Regions from separate parts of the Acanthopagrus latus genome. Here region 1 is linked to region 2. Evidence: chromatin contacts called from public Hi-C data. All regions are on one chromosome and are shown on one strand. Each heading gives the region's core, a stretch centred on a gene start, on an enhancer-like site or on the middle of the called end of the contact. The rest is flanking DNA. Distances are from core to core; before and after follow the strand shown.

What was found. Hi-C and Micro-C count contacts between places; a contact is called where the count stands out from the background.
Region 1: a Hi-C map of muscle shows a contact between it and region 2, with 5 times the contacts expected there. The contact joins the promoter of LOC119028804 here to the promoter of LOC119028787 in region 2. A contact is called at or near these places in 2 of 4 Hi-C or Micro-C datasets (liver and muscle).

What each region holds. Positions count from the first base shown.
Region 1 is chr11:27,424,140-27,427,618 of fAcaLat1.1, reverse strand. LOC119028804 (mast cell protease 1A-like) reads right to left here and starts at 1,460. Exons shown (of 5, transcript XM_037115075.1): 1 at 1,427-1,460. The coding sequence starts at 1,445.
Region 2 is chr11:27,293,619-27,296,981 of fAcaLat1.1, reverse strand. LOC119028787 (thiamine transporter 1-like) reads right to left here and starts at 1,523. Exons shown (of 4, transcript XM_037115056.1): 1 at 1,318-1,523; 2 at 574-706; 3 at 1-174. The coding sequence starts at 1,463. The coding sequence ends at 31.

The sequences.
Region 1 (3,479 bases), core at 211-2,710, 130 kb before region 2:
GATCTGGTCAGCTTGCTTGTTTCTAACTGCGCACCAAGTTTTTGAAAACCTTCCTCACTCTGATTCTTACAGTGAGGTATAGAGAAAGGGACCAAGTTAAACACACAGTTACTTTAAAGAACATGGCAGATTTTAAAAAAAATATGCAAAGTATAAAGTTGTTTTGCCGTTTTGGGGGATTTTAACAGAGGTGGGAGTAAGTTACGTACGTGTCATAAGCAAGTCTCAAGTCTTAACCTTCTAGTCTCAAGCAAGCCCCAAATTACTGCGATGAAAATCAAGCAAGTCAAGTCGAGTCATGGCTAAGGTCAAACAAGTCACGAGAAGTTTGTTTGAATGTATTCTTCATATCTGTAGACACAGTAAACAGAAGAGAGTGGTTAGTCAATAATATGATGTAATTGCATAGTTGATCAATTTTAGAATCTTTTTCAAACCCATTAGTACAAGAATAAGATTAGATTAATATCAACCCTGAAACTGCAGCATACTGCACATCCTGACAGCTGAGAACATTACTCTCAGGTATTGTTCCCCCTCTCCCTCCATAAAAGGAGGCACAAAATCACAGGACATGTCTGTTCTGTCCTGAAATGTGTGTTTCTCTTCTATAAAACACATTCTACATTTCGGACGCAATGTCTTTACACACGGCCCTTTCAAACAGGGCAGAGCTCTGTGAGAAACAGCAAGAGAGACACAGACACAACACCAGAGGGAGAAGCAGATCAGTCGCGGACGTGCACGAAAAACAAGTGCGTCGCATCGAATGTGTGTCAGTATGGCATCGTGTTGGTTTGCCTGCCTACATTTAAAATAAAGGCTTTGTGCGCACCGAAGATGCTATATCTGAAACACACACACACACACACACACACACACACACACACACACACACACACACTTTAACCAATACGGAGGCCAAGATCACCCAGGCATGAAATAATCTTTGATTCCAAATTTGATGATTTTCAGAGCTCCCTCCGTGCTGCCTCTCCTCTGCTGATCCTGTCTGCCACAGTGCCACTCTGGCACGCCCGCCATCTGCCAGGCTTGCATGCACCGCGTCATACAGGGGCAGAGGGCAGAGTATCAAAAACGAAACATCTCAACATGCGCAAAAAAGAAAGAAAGAAGGAAAGAAAAGCCAAGACTTTCGAGTCATCTGTGTCAAGTCTAAGTCAAGTCTCAAGTTATGAATGCCAAGTCAAAGTCAAGTCGAGTCTTTCATCAGTGTTAGTCAAGTAAGTCTCAAGTCCTCAAATTTGCGACTAGAGTCCGACTCGAGTCATGTCATGTGACTCGAGTTCCCCACCTCTGCATTTTAATTCAGAGATGTTCCATATTTTAGCTTTAATAAATCTTGTGACATATTTGGAGCACAAGTTAGTATTAATGAAAGCAATATGAATAGACACCTGCTCACCTGGAGGAGTGTTTCCCATGCTTTAATTTCTTATGTATGATGTGAAGGAAAAAGATATATTGATAAAGTGCAGTCTTGGTGGGTTTACTTGAATAAAGTGAGCTGCACATTAGATTCCAGTCGCTGTTGTTTCCCCCTCTCTGTGCTGACCCACTGGGATCAAGTGTTCACTGTGCTGGTGGGCCAGTCGTCCCTCAAGGAGATACAACACAGTTCAGTGAGTGTTCTCTGCAGTATGTCTCATGCACAAACACACACACACACACACACACACAAAATCTCTTATGGTGTTACATAACATGTTGTTCTTTTGTTATTGTTTGGTGTAGCATTAGTATGGTAATGTAAATTCGCCAATCAGTAATGTCATGCAGATGTCTTCTCTTTGCTCTGAACAGTGACACACCTGCTGTGACATAACTGACTGGAGCGTAGCCACGCTCAAATGTTGCTCCCCTCTAGTGGAAATTGTGAGCTTGTGGTTGTGAAGTGGGGTACGTATGTGATATGCTAACTGTTGCAGTGGTAAAGTCGTGAGACCACCGCTGCCAGGTTACGGTGTCAGTTTACAGTTAACCAGTCTATTGAGTGGGTAACTTACAGTAATGCCGGAAATACAAAGACATCATGATCAAATCAGGCCGTTGGGACTATTAACATTTTCTCAGCGATATTTCATAATTACAAAGAAAAACAAGAATGTTAACGTACCATACACTGGAAAATAAACTTCCATGGCCTCAGCCATTTCTGAAAATGTGCAACTGCATCACAACTCGTAAACTTGAAGCTTTCATAAAATTTCCACTGAAGAGGTCCCATTTGAAGGCAGTATGCGTCAAGAGGTGGGAGACCTAATACTTAAAGAGATAGTTTGTGTTTTTTGAAGTGGAGTCGTAGAAAGTACATATCTATAGTCAATCTGTTCCCTGCCGTAATCACCGATCAGCACAGCCTCAGTTTGGAGAAGCAGAGAGCTGCTCCAGCCCAGATGTTTGCTGCTTTGTATTGCAGTGAACGGGGTCCAGAGAAAAAGCAAAATAAACCACCTAAAACAAGGCTTATCTTAAAAATCTGCAACAGTTCAAGTATATGTTGTATGAGAAAATTCACACTGTTTTACATCGCCGTCAGACCTGCCTTTCTTTTGGCACTACATTTTCTCAACCGTAGAACCTCTGTGTACTTTATATGACCCCACTTCAAAAAACATGAACTATCCCTTTAAGTTCTGTACTCAAACTTGTGTGTACTGGCACTTGAGAATTTCAATGCTTGAAAACTTTTATAATAAATAGATATAGAGTTTTTTTTTTTTTTAATCCACAACCTGTATGGTTGTCTACTCAAAGGATAGCAGATAGCTCATACCAATAGCAACAGCTGGATTAGAAAACAATGTTATCTTTGAATTGCTAACTTTTCAAGAACTGTGGAAAACTTTCCATTTATTGTTTGGTTTGACTGCAGAGTTCAGTCTCGCCAATCTCATAAATCCCGTGGCATGCAGCTGTTTAAGTCCAACATGCTGCAGACAAATGGGCCAGACATTTTTCTGAGAAGCTGCAGACTAAATCAGATCTAGAAAAATGAACATTGGACCCATCAGAGCAAAAGGTAGGAATCCAAATGAATGCTAATGCTGCTCTGTCTGTGGTAGGAATGCAACTGCCTCCCAACACATTTGCCATAATAGCTAAAATGATAACATGTTGCAGCTGAGCAGCTGTCAACTTGTTGTGGAGTTTTTCTGCCCCCTAGTGGAATCACATTGAAAAAACTCACCTTTAACATGGTAACAGTTAACTCTGACACAAACCACTTTCTTTTGTTAAACATTGTATATCAGTAATGCTTGTTTACATTCACTGAATGATCTTTTTAGTGCAGACTTGTTACAGAGTTGTATTGTTCCGTTGTTATTGTATGAGTGATTTCAACCCATAAAAAGCAGCACAGCAGCAGGTTTGTGATTCTGTATTGAATCACCTTTAAAGGATGTGACTGCTACACCGCCGGTCTGATTCTAATGAACCTGGGAAGGAGAGAACTG
Region 2 (3,363 bases), core at 274-2,773:
CCTCATGCTCTTCAGTGTCTCAGAGAGTCCTCAAGGACGCGACCCCTCCGGCCTGTCGCTGGCTGTCTCTGCCTGGTTGCCTCCACAGGGACTCTTCATGCGGAGCACAGTACACACACCTCTTACCGTGAACAGCAGGGAGATGGCGGCAAAGTATGAGGCGTAGATGAGAAACTGAAAAGAAATGAGAGGATACATTGCACTGTGGGTGATAACTCATAAATGAATGAATCTTTCCATCCAATTATTCCCTGTTGTCTCTTGTGGTCTGTCTCACTCTGTATGTTCATCGAATGCCATTCAAACAGCATTTTGTTGTTGTTGTTGTTGTTTTTTTATCAGTGCTACTCAATGTCTTCATTTCATTTTCTCTGCACGGTTTACATCACTCTCATTTGCATTAATATTGCTCAATTTCCAACTTATTGTAAAAGCTAGTATTAAAATGTTTCTGATCCTCTATGAGTAGGCTGATGTAACACAGGCAAAGAGGCTAAAATCATCTACTGACTGTGTTTGATTGTGTGTGCTGCAGGACCTGCAAGTTTATTTATTTATTTATTTACTTTTTACCTGTGAGGTGATGGTGAGCTTCAGAGGCTTGGTGTTGATAACAGTGGCAGTGAGGACACTCTGGAGGACTGTGGCAACAAATTTGTTCACCCCGAATACCAATGCATAGCACCTCCTGCTCAAAATCTGAAAACTGTAACATAAATACTGTACATCAGATGCTGGGTAGAATTAAAGTGTTGATTTATAAGATGAATCTAATTACTTCTATTCACATTTAAGGTTATACGACAAAGGATACTTAGATAAAGGTGAATCACAGTATGGTACATTTTAAAAACCCAGCCAGACTCTGTAAGGTAATGCTTTTTGGTTTTGCAGGTAATATTAACCATAGTCACCGTCTTAGTTTAAAGGTGTAGTATGTAGGAATTGGCCATCTTTTGATCTGTTACTCCCAACAAACAAGGACAGCATATCACCAGAGTAGCTAACTGCTAATTTTATTCTGTTTATGACTGTAGCTGATGTTATCTTGTTAGCTAGGTTAGCTGTGGAGCTTTCAGAAGTTTTGGTGTGTACAACAAAATATATGCATGTCTTGAAAATTGCTAATTAGCATTAAACTCAACATGTTGCTGAGGCTGGTGGAATGTCATGAGTAGTGATTGTACATTTGTGGCACAACACATTTAGATTCTGCCCAGAGGATTCATGCATTCACACAGATACACAGTATTGATGAGTTGTTCAGCTGCAGTCCTCATATCAATACGTGGGAGCTCACATGTTATGAATTCTTACGTGCAGATGGCCGTGAGGAGCAAGTACAATGTTTTGAAGAGGGTGAAGCATGTGTGGCTGATCCAGATGTTGTTACTCTGACCCATAAGGAATATAACCGGGGCAATCAGAAGTGTGAAACCCCCCAGGACCAGTTCCCCCCACATGGACCACTCCAGAGATATGTGTCCCACAGCAACAGTGGCCGCGGCTCCTGAAGGAGAACACTCTGTGAGTCAGTGCAGAACTGTAGGGTGACTGGGGAGAACATGGCAGAGCCCTCAGAGACCAGAGACACAAACACTTAATAAGATGATGTTTTCGGATTGGTCAGATTGTTTACTTTAGGCACAATGTGGGACAAATAAATGAACTAAATAAACTCTGATGAAAATTCTGAATTTTCTACAATACTTCAAAATGTAGTAAGGAAATGAAACTGCAACAGGAACATCATTAGAACAGCTGAAACATTCCAGAGGTCCAAAGTCCAAGGGTTCTGAAATGTTCACAGATTTTTCTGTCATTAATATTTAAATGCAATATATTCAATATTATGGTTAACTCTGATTCCTGTCCCAGCAGATGAGAACAACTTGCGTTTTCTTGAATGTTTTAAGTCATTATTCTAAAAAAAGATACATTTTTAATTCTGTTTTATCATAAACTGTAATACTGTTATGGGTAAAAAAGATTCAACATATAACCTATGATGTTTTTAGCTTCTCAATACTTACTGAAATCAAATATAAAGTCAACTTTTTGAATAGCCCATCGGACACACAGTCTCTCAAGGAGTCATTTTTAAAGCGCTATTTCCATCATTGATAAGCGAAAACATATTATTGAAAAACTCTGTGAATAAGTCATTGTTGTTTCTCATTTCAGCCACAGGGTGGCACAGTGCAGCCCTGACGCCTCACACAGCTCCTGTCACCACAGCAGAAGGAGTTATGAGGCCCCGTTCCCTGTGGATGGATATGAAGTCAGGGACTCAAGTCAGTGAGTCTTTGGGGCATTGATTATTTTGAGCTCTCTTTTTTTCATCCTCTTTTTCATCTCCAGGTCCCCATCTCTGCTTCACATACTGATTTAACTTGGTTGCTACATGCATCATATGTTCTTTCTAAGTCGTGCTGCAGATTGAAATAAACACTAAATAAAAACTGAGTTGCGTTCAGTGACCCGAGCGTTAATAATCTCTGAGCCCCAAGAGACATGGATCTACTCCAGAGGAGCTCTTTATCCACTCGAATATAAAGAGAGGATGAGTAGAACTGCTCTGGTCTTTTAAATGTATACATTGCCTTTGATTCTTTGATCATCCGCAGTCAATGAACGCTAATAGTCCAACACCCAGGCTAGTCTGTGTATTTAACATGTTCTTTATCAATCCCCCTGACTCCGATTAGCAGAGGGGGGTCAAACGCAGGCTGAATAATTAGAGCAGTTTCCACTGCAGCATCAATTGGAGGCTTAGCAGGGTCAGAAGGGGCCGGCTCTATAGCTTCATAGACAGGGATCAATAATGCAGCTGGGCTGTACATTATGTTCAAGCCGCAGGAATTCAAGCTAAATTGGGTAGGTGCTTGAAGTTATTCAATAATTTAACCCATTTTATGTCTCACAGAAAACCATCTGTATCTGACGCCTCCGTTACCCACAAAGCCACTTAGCCACTGAATGACATCACTGGAAACATTTTATCAGATAATGTGTAGCTTCCTCTGGAGCTACAAAAAACTTTATACTTCTTTTTTTTTTTTTTCTCAAATGCAATAGTAGATTGGTGGAGTTACCCTTTTAAGAGATCTTGTAACATAGACACCATGTCCTCAAAGTATGACATTTATACTGCTGTAGAAAAGGTTACTTCTCCCTGGGTATTTCCAGTCCAAGAACTTCTGCATAGGGAGATGATTGGGGCAGATAGTGGCTGTATACAGAGCAGCATTTTCACACCAGAAACAAGGCCTCCTGTCCTATTTTTTGGCCAAATTCAGGCTACAAAAAAACAGGTTTGAAGAATGATTGTGGTTTGGCAAACTGCCGTCCCCAGAGAGATGC